2 separate regions of the Mus musculus genome follow, and region 1 is linked to region 2. A link is a contact called in public promoter capture Hi-C data. All regions are on one chromosome and are shown on one strand. The core of a region is the stretch at or near the end of the contact, and the rest is flanking DNA. Distances in the headings are between cores, read along the strand shown. Region 1 holds the start of Spcs2 (signal peptidase complex subunit 2 homolog (S. cerevisiae)). Region 2 holds the start of Gdpd5 (glycerophosphodiester phosphodiesterase domain containing 5).

The links. Capture Hi-C pulls out chosen DNA fragments and counts their contacts.
Region 1: a contact with region 2 is called in a promoter capture Hi-C map of liver, with 2.3 times the contacts expected there. The contact joins the promoter of Spcs2 here to the promoter of Gdpd5 in region 2. A contact is called at or near these places in 1 of 39 promoter capture datasets (pre-B cells), 2 of 484 Hi-C or Micro-C datasets (CD4 T cells and muscle stem cells), 3 of 115 datasets of contacts at active chromatin or transcription factors (bone marrow-derived macrophages, embryonic stem cells and memory CD8 T cells) and 2 of 9 other capture datasets (adipose tissue and liver).

The regions. Positions count from the first base shown.
Region 1 is chr7:99,855,376-99,860,152 of GRCm38.p6, reverse strand. Spcs2 (signal peptidase complex subunit 2 homolog (S. cerevisiae)) reads left to right here and starts at 1,270. Exons shown (of 5, transcript NM_025668.3): 1 at 1,270-1,389. The coding sequence starts at 1,276. It overlaps Xrra1 (X-ray radiation resistance associated 1), which reads right to left and starts at 935. Exons shown (of 19, transcript NM_001164258.1): 1 at 923-935.
Region 2 is chr7:99,379,996-99,384,579 of GRCm38.p6, reverse strand. Gdpd5 (glycerophosphodiester phosphodiesterase domain containing 5) reads right to left here and starts at 3,062. Exons shown (of 18, transcript NM_201352.3): 1 at 2,372-3,062.

The DNA.
Region 1 (4,777 bases), core at 21-2,520, 480 kb before region 2:
TCTTTCAGTGATTTTTGGACCCTTACAACTGGAGTGGCCAGGAATTGCTTAATCGAGGATGAAATCTAATCTGCTATTCTTTAGTGATCATGTGAACATAGCCTTGCCAAGAACATTTTGTCTCTTTCATTCAGAGGTATATTCTAAGTGTGTAGAACAGGACTGAGTACATGCTAAGCGATTCAGAGGCTGGGCATGGTATTATACACCTTTGGTTCCAGCACTAAGGAGTCAGAGGTAGGTGGATCTCTGGGAGTTTGAAGCCAATTTGTCTACACAGTGAGTTTCAGGACAGCTAGACCTAATGGTGAGACCCTGTCTCAGAAAAACAAAACAAAATGTCTAGCGAATTCAGTATCTGGCGGATCATCTGTACACATATGGAAAATATGTAGGTATAAAAACTAAATAATGCAATGTAATATGGCATAAAGTGATATTACTATGAGATATCCCAGGTCTATTTTCCTTATATGCCTTAGTTTCAGTGTCAAGTTTTTTTGGTGCTCAATATTTTTTTCTCTCAATATTTATAAAAATCACATTGTCAAACTGGAAACATGCTTTTAAGTTTAAAAAACTAAAAAGTTGGTTTTAAGTGTGTTCTGACTTATGCTCTCTGGCTTCTGAAAAATTCCTTTTCTTGTCTATACAGCATTATCCTGAGACAGACACAGAATGGGTGGATGTAAGTGCATGTAGGGCACTGCCTAGCACACAGTAGGCACTCAATAAATGATAGTTCTACAGGAAACATTACTAACAGCTGAGATTATGGTTACTTCGGAGAGAATAATCGAGCTGATATTCTACCTTCAGGGACAGAAAGGGGTGAAGAGCAGGCTCTACCTCCCTTCTTAGGACACAACATCTGGGGCTGGAAAGACTCATAATTCAAGCAAAATTAAGTTTCCAGCCACACCTGCCTTCGGCGTCGTTTCCGCCTCCGAAGAGCCCGCGGAGGCGATGTCCCTGTCAGGCGGAGTGCACGCCTGCAAGCCTCACGGGAATCTCGGAGTCGCTCCACGGTGGCGCTTGCCACAGCCTTCCCCACCCACTCCTTAGTAACCGCGAGGATGTGGCTAGCAACGGAGGCGGCAACCGGCGACGGCAGATTCTAACTACAAGTCCCGTCAAGCCCCGCGGCCTCTTTCAGCCCTCATCAGCACACCAGACTACGGATCCCGATGGGCTCTGCGCTGCCTATCACATGAGCAGCTTCAGCCAATCGGCTTCGGACAAGTCGTATGGGAGGGAGACACGGAGGGAGACAAGATGGCAGCGTCGGCGTCGCAGGGTGGGAGAAGCGGCGGTGGCGGAGGCAGTAGTGGGGCTGGCGGCGGCCCCAGCTGCGGGACAAGCAGCAGCCGCAGTGGTTTGTTGGATAAGGTGAGGAGCTTAGTCCTGGGGACAATCTAGAGCCCGGGGAATGCCCAGGAGCTGGTGAGCCCAGCTTCCCATCCCCACCCCCTTATTTTCTGTGGCTCCTTGAGCGCTCCTCCGTAGCACACGAACGCACACTTGTAACTTGCCCTCTCTACACGTTGGAAAACAATCCTTCCCTTTAGTCGTCTCTTTAAGCAAGTGCTGCTGGTCCCTAACCGCCACCGCAGCTTCTCGTAATTATGGCAATATTTCACCATAATGATCACGTTTCTATTGTGCTAGGAGGGCCACTCTTGAAAATGCCCATAACATCAACGTGGAAAATGGAACTTCTAAAGAAATTGAAAGAATCTCCTCGAAGTCAGTATTCCCCAAACCCTTCCACCATCATCCTCGCGTGTTGCTACAGAGCCCAAAGAGTTCCTTGGCCTTTAAAGTTTTTAAGGGTTTTTTTTTTTTTTTTGGTTTCTTTTAATTTTTTCATGATATGTCAAATAATGAAATATTCGTATGTTGACTTCCCTTGCTGGTCTGATAGGAAGCCTTAAGATTCTTTGTCCCTCTTGGGTTCCCTGCCTTTCTCTTCCCCTGCGTGGCCTTTTCTGTCTGTACCAGCTGACTGCTTTCCACTCTGCCTACACAATTTCTAAAGAATTTCACGTCCTTGTCCATAAGGGCTTAAAGGAAAGAGTCAGGGGAGGAACGCTGCTCCTGGATTGACCATCTTGCCCCTTGCACAGCAACTTGCAAGAGACAGTTGCCTGAAAAACGGGCCTGGCATTAGTTTTGCCTCTAGCTCTGTGTCCTAAAATGTGCCTGTTCTCCTTATTGCCTTCCTTATTCTGTAGAATGAGGGGTTTAGTCCAGCATACCTTCTGGCCCCCTTCCAGGGTTGTCCTTCCCAGCTGATGTGATGAGGGTGAAGCATGGTGCTTTCATATAGTAAACCACTTTTCTTGAAACATTTTAATCGAAATGCTCTATTACTCCTCTGTGTGGAACAGATGGCTAGGGCTTAAGAGATGGATGCCTGATCATCCCGCATTTGTGTAGCTTCCTACATGGTAGGCAGCACTCCACCACTGACCCACGTCCCCAGTTCCCCTTGTCTTTTGGAGGGTCCTTAGAGTCAAGTTTGAGACAGGGTCTTGCTGTGTAGCTAAGCTGGCCTGGACTGGAACTGGCTTTGTGCAGGATCCAGGGACCAAACTCGGCTTGTAAGCCTTGAGCCATCTGTCTGGTCCTCAAGTCTTTCTTGAGGAAAGAATATGATAGTGCTTAAGATTTCTTAGTAGGCTTACTAGAAGGGTTTAAGTAAACTTAGTGAAAGGTAGGGTTAGACTGGAGAAAGTTACTTAGGAGTGGAATGTAAAGAGACTATATAAAGTGACTTGAGGAAGGTTATTTACATAGCTCAATGAACTAGACCCAATAATAGTGTATAGTATATACTATACACTAATATATAGGATTTCTTAGAAGGGTAAGTTTGAATTCTAGTGTAGCATAAAAAGCCCTGGATGACTGCTCATTACTGAACTTGTATTTCTTTACCACAATAAGCATTGTAGGTATTCTCATTATAGGCTCATTATAAAGATCAAATTATATAATACTGGTAATGTTAAGATCTGTATAAAAACAGAATGACAAGATTCTCCAACTGGGATATCAGAAAGGTAGAGTGTTCTCACAGAGGGACATTTGGAAGAGTCTTCATTTTGTTTTGTTGATACAGGGCCTTACTGTGTAATCCAGGTTGGTCTTTCTGCCTCTGCCTGCCTAATGTGCAATCATAGGCATTTCCACCATACCTCCCCACCTCATATTCAACCATGAAATGAAAGACAGAAGAGTGAAAATGGTCCAGAGCTGTTTAAGGTCCTTTTTCCTGGAAAAACCTCCTTTCTGCTAACTTTGAATTGTTCCCTCTCTGAGTTCCTCCCGCGTCTGGTGCACCTGTTGGTCTCTGTGTCCTGCCCATTTGGGTGTTTCCGGTTTCCTGTGAGGGTTTCTCTATACTGATCTGTGTAGTCGTAGAGTGAGTGCTTATAGCCCTGAATTTCGCTGAGACAAATGCCAGCCCAGTCTTAGGAAGAGCTGTAGAGGATGCTGCTTTGAAGTGTCTCGCACTGACTGACTGCTGAGGTGGAGAGCTTGGGGACTGGTCCTGAGTGACAGCGCGTCCGGAATCACATGAGGATGCCGCCTTTACAGCCTTGTGACTTTTATTTCTCTCTTTTTACTTCCAGCCTTTGGGCCTGGAGGAGGGTGTCAGTTCTGCGCCTGTAGTTTCCCTTGCTGTGAGGATGTGCAGTCTGGGTGTGCGAATGTGCTCGCTGCTCTACACTGGTGTGAGTGTCTGCTCCTCTGAAACCAACCTTCAAAACCAAGCAGCACATACTTCCTGTCTTTTAAAAATAAGTTTGCAGATCTAATCTTCCATCTTGAAGTGACTTCGTTCACTGCACTAAGTTATTTTTGCCCCAAATCTTTCAGAGCATTTTGTTCTGTGTGGCAGCTATAAAGAGTAGCTGTTTCTCAGTTTGTTCGGGCTATTGAAATTTGGTATGGTACGGCATGGTAGGTATGTATGTATTTATTTATTTATGGTAAATTATTATCCAATCCTTTTTAACCTCATTACCTGGATTCTGTCTCTTGGTTGGATTCTCAACCTTACTTTAGAACAAATTCTGTAGCTTAGTTGAGAATATAGATCTGGGGCCAGCCTTGTTTTGAATTCTGGCTCTCTCCACGCCAGCTGTATATTCTTGGACCAGTTACCACATGTCTTTGTAACTCAGTTTCTGCCCTTGTAAAGTGGGGCTGATAGCTGTGTGTGCTCCTCTTATCCTCCTCCTTTCTGGATTTTGACTGCCTTAAATAAATATTTTTAGTACATGTGTGAAAACTGTCCATATCAGATTCCCTCTGTTTTTAGTTAAAAACGATAAATTTCCATATCTCCCAGATCAGAATAAGATTTTGTAGTATTGAGGCCTGGCTGTCCATATGTTTCATATATTTTTTGTTACCCATTCATTTTAATAGTGTATTTTTAAAAATTGAAAATAATTTTCAAGTTTTACTGTCCAATGGTTTTTTTTTATCATTGGTGTACGATTTCAGGAAGGTTTTATAAATCCCTCCAACCCAATACCCATTAGCAGTCTACCCTGGGCTTTATTCTTAGCTCCAGGCCACCATAAAGCTTTTTTTCAGTGAGGAGGCTCAAATGGAGACTCTCATGCTTGTAAGCTAGCAAGAAGTCTAGCTTCCGTCTGAGTGTGTCTGTTGTGGACATTTTATATAAATGAAATGTAAATGAACTATTGTTACTAGCTTCTTTCATGTAACATGTTTTCAAAGTTCACATGTGTTCTTGTGG
Region 2 (4,584 bases), core at 1,813-4,312:
CACAGCAGAGTGCTGCTATTTCCCTAGCCTGCCTCCCAGCGAGGGGAATGATAAATTATTCACTGTACCCTGTGCTGAGGGAGGCCAGACAATGGGCCACAGGGAATGGACACCAGCTCCTGCCCCACAGGAAGCCACAGTGGGTGTGAGGACTGTTAGAATCCAGGGCCCCTTCCCAGTGTCTCCAAGTAGATTAGAGAAGGCTTTGTAACTAGGAGAGGAAGCACAGGGAGCCTTATCTGCCCAGGAACCGAGATGGACAAAGCTGTTGAAGTCTCTCAGCCTGTGACTGCCACCTGTGTGTGTTCTAACCTCAAACAAGTTTGAGGATTTCCCAGACTTCCTGGTCAAAACTCCAGTTTCCTTTCTCCGTAGGGAAGGAACTGGATGGTAGCCAGGCACTGTGTATCTTTAGCTCAGTTAATCTTGGTGGGAGAGCCATTCCACTCTCCTAGAAAAGCAGAGGGCTCAGAGGGTAACATGGCTGCCCGTGACCCCGGAGGCCGAGTAGCTTCTTTACCACACAGCACTGACCACTGGCCACTTAGGCTCCAGTCTGCCGCTTAGCCCACCTGCATCACTTCTACAACACTTCACAGTTGACACTTAAATAGTCCCTGAAGCAAACTCAGCAGGCCTGAGTCAAAGATTTCACCTCTCTGAGCCTCAGCTTCCCACACAAGATAGCCTAAAATAGCAAGCCCATATTGGACAAGCTCCACAACTCCTTAGCACTCAACAGTTTGCCTGTGGGACCCTCTCTTTCCGAGTAGGTAGCACCGTGCTCTGACCCCCATCTTGCAGGTGAGACTTCAGAAGGAGGCTTCCCCTAGTCTCCTGCTCTGCCTCACCGGAGGTTCCCAGCTCTTTCCAGCACGCAGTGAAATGAGATCACAGGTGTGAAATTAGTTCATCAAAAAGGGAGCTCTGTTTAGATGCAAGGATTATTATGAGATCTGAATCCTCAGGCAGAGGTGGGGGAGGGGGAATCCCAAGCCCCTTAGACACCTTCTAGGCTGCTCGAACCCCTCCAACCCCAGGAACAGGCTTCTCGTCTTTAAGACCCTGCTCCATCTCCCAGGGGCTTTCCAAGGTAATTTCCCCACACTCCAGGGAGTCCAGCCCAACAAAGGTTAACCAGTTCCAGCCAGGGCCATAGTGCCCAGACCAAGGCCATATGCCACCCCAGCCCCACCCAGAACAAGAGCCCACAGAGTCCGTGCCAAATGCTCTTTCACAATACCCTCTCCTACAAAGATCCCAGGGCAGCGAGCAGGAGGAACTTCTGCCTGGGAATCAAGCACCTGGACTGTGTGTCCCCAGATCCGGCAGCCCTAACCTTAAGACCTGGAGAAGGTCTGCCCTGGGCCATTTTGCACATAGAGACTGGAGTCAGGCTTCTTTGAGCCCCAGTTCCAACCACACACACTCTCTGCAGTCTCATACACGCTTACCTCAACTGCATATTGGGGCTGGGGAAACCCTAGCCACAGACCGAAAAGGTGTGAACTAGGAAGGGGAGCAGACCCCTTGATGGATGTTTGGAAATCTTTCAGGTCTACTTCTCTCTCAACCACTCACTGGCTTTAGGACCTGGGGTCACTGTGCCCCCCACAAGTCTTCAGTGTCCTCATTAATAATGCCAAAGGAAGGTGGCTGAGTTCTGAGGGACCACAGCTCCAGCTTCCACATGGCTGTGTCTTGGGGACCAATATGGTGAGTCCTTTAACAGATAAAGAGTACTTCAGTAACTTGGGGACATTAACTATGGGAAGCAGGTTGTCCCTCCAGCCCGGACCCCGGGAAGAGATCTTTTGGAACAGGGAAGCCCTGCCTTCAACGCAGGTTCACCTTTCCTGGGAGGTGGCATGCCCATGACCCAAGAGTGGCTGGTAAGAAGGACCTCTTCGGCTTCAGGACCAGTGCCTGGATTTCGATGCCCCAGAGGCCCCCACCCTGCCAAGCTCTCACGTGCATGCAGGCTATCCACTTCTTTTCTTCTCCCCTCCCTCTTTGCTCTTTCTCTCTTTATCTTCTCCCTTCTCCCCAGTCTAATCCTCAACATGGAAGGCAGAGGACCTCAACCCTGCCACGCCTCAGTTTCCCCAACTGTCTGCGCCCATAACAATACACAATAGCTTTTATCTCGGGGTTGCTATGAGCTTTGGATAAGGAACGACTTGTGCAAGGGCGGGGCTCGGACCTGCACACAATGGGCACTCAATAAGTGCGGGCTTCTCTCTACTATCTTTCGCGCGCCCTCTCCTAAACAGTTCACTCTCTGCCCGTGTCCCCTCCACGCCCTCCGCTGACCCGGGCCCTGCCTCTAAGGCTCCCGGGACTGCTCCCGCCGCGCATCCGGGGCTCTCACCTGCAACCTCCGCTCGCTGGAGACTGTGGCAGGAGAAGCCCCTGTGTTCCCCTGGGAGCAAGCACCCCAAGATCCTTAACCTAGGGCGGAGAAAGGTGGCAGCTTCGACTCGCCCAGGGGTTCGGTCCGACTGTTCTGCCTGCTTGGGACCCCTCACGGTGCGCTGGACCCGGGCGGTGCCAGTACAGTTTCAAGTCCGGAGCAGTTCGGTCCAAGGCAGCTGAAGATTTGGTTCTCCAGGAGCTGGAGGCCGGTGGGCGTCCCGGCTCCTCTACACTCAAGTCCCAGAGCTGGGGCCACCTTGCGCCGACCAGGGGGCGGAGGACACTCCAGCAGAGATGGGTCAGTATGATGGGGCCGAGAACGTCCCGTCTCGGAACTCCGGATCAAGGCCGGGGCTCGAACGTCCCAGCAGCTCCAGACCACGGGGCTAGGAAAGTCCAGGCGCGGAATGCGGGGCTCGGACAAGCAGGGCAGGGCAGGGCAGGGCAGGCGGAGCGCCAGCGGCCGGAGCAAGGCGAAGAAGTCTGCCCAGGTCCCGACGCCGCTCACTCTGCAAATCTGGGCGGACCTGTGCCGGCAGCGGACTCCAGAGCTCCGGGCCGCCGCTCCACTTCCTCCTCTTACCGGCTCCCCGCTCACCGCTTGCTCAGCCTCGCGCCGCAGCCTCTGCTACTGCCGCTGTCACCCTAGCCGCCCACCCCCACCCGAGCTGCAAACCGAGCCGAGCCGAGCCGAGCCGAGCCGAGCCCTGCCGAGACAGCTCCGGAGCGCCTGCGAGCTTGGCCCCTCCCCTAAAGGGTGGGACCAACAGAAACCCCGCCCCTGGCCGGGCCGGGAGCAAAGGCGGGGCGTGAGAGACACTGCTAGGCCGGTCCCCGGCGCAGTTGGGCAGCAAGAGCCAATGGGAGAGTGGAAGAGGGGTGGAACTCTGCTGAGCGTGGTCTGGTGCCGCTGGAGAAGGACAATGAAAGCTGCGCGTAGCAAGCGAGCCAGCCGCCTGGAGATCAAGATGGTGGGCTCGGGGGCCTGGGTTGACTGTGACTGAGCACGAGGCCAGCAGTGGGAAAGGGCGAAGCATGGAGGAGGCGAGGTTAGGACTGGGATGTCCCTGGATGGCGGAACCTGGGGCGTAGCGTGATACAGCCAGCCTCTTGCTCCTCCCCGCTGCTAGGGCTCCTTGCACTGAGTAGCATTTGGGAGCAGTGCAAGGCTCTGATTTTAGGAAGCGATGCAAAAAAGTTTGTAAAAATAAAAAGCAGATCTGTTTCCCACACTTCCCCTTTCCCAGAGTTCTGCGGCTCAGGGAGGAACGTCGTTATCAGTTTCAAAAATATGAGCGGAGGTGTGTGAGGACAGCTCACTTCGAATCGTGACTTCTGTCGGCTGTGCACCTTCCCCACCCCTCCCTGTCTTTGAAGTATCCAGCGTCCTGTGTGAGGCACCGAACAGGAGTGAAGGGTTTGATATATGAATGAGTGTTGCGAGTGCGCGTGGGCAGGGCTTAAGTCACTAATTGGCTTGGGGAGCCCTAGGATGAGGCAGCCCAGCCCAGGTTCATCTGCAAGCCTCAAATCAATTTTCTGCGTGAAACCCCTTTGTCACTGCTGTGGACCAAGACTGTAGGGGGCGCATGGTGTTTTCCAGATTGCTGTTGCTGGTATAGGATTCTATCCACCAACTCTGTGACATTCCTGGACTAGACTGGCTCTGGAAGATGGCTTTAGCCTCCTAAGGCGATGCCAAGGTCATCCTTGACTACACAGTGAATGGAAGCCAGTGTGAGCCTGTCTCACAAGACATAATAATACCACCTTAAAGAAACTCAAGACACTGCAACTTGACAGTCGAATGAGTGAGGAACCACATGGGCTTAGAAGACCAAAGGAATGGCTTTCCTGACAGAAACAACAGCACTTACAAAGGACACCTCCAGAGATCTCTGCCTCGTATTGGTTAGCAGAGGCTTCCCTGAGCAGGTTACAGGCAAACTGAGGTCAAAAAAAGCTAGCAAGGTTAGTAGGAGTTGACCGTGCTCCTGAGAAATCCTGGCAGCAGTAGAGCAAAAGTCAAAGTGGGAGATTCCAGCGAGGCAGGTAGAAGGGAGTTCAGACTTATCCAAAGGACCAAAGATCTCTTAAGATCCTCCTGAGCCCACAGCCCAGCTGGATGCTGATGAGATCAAACTAGGAGGAGCTTGGAGTTTGGATTCC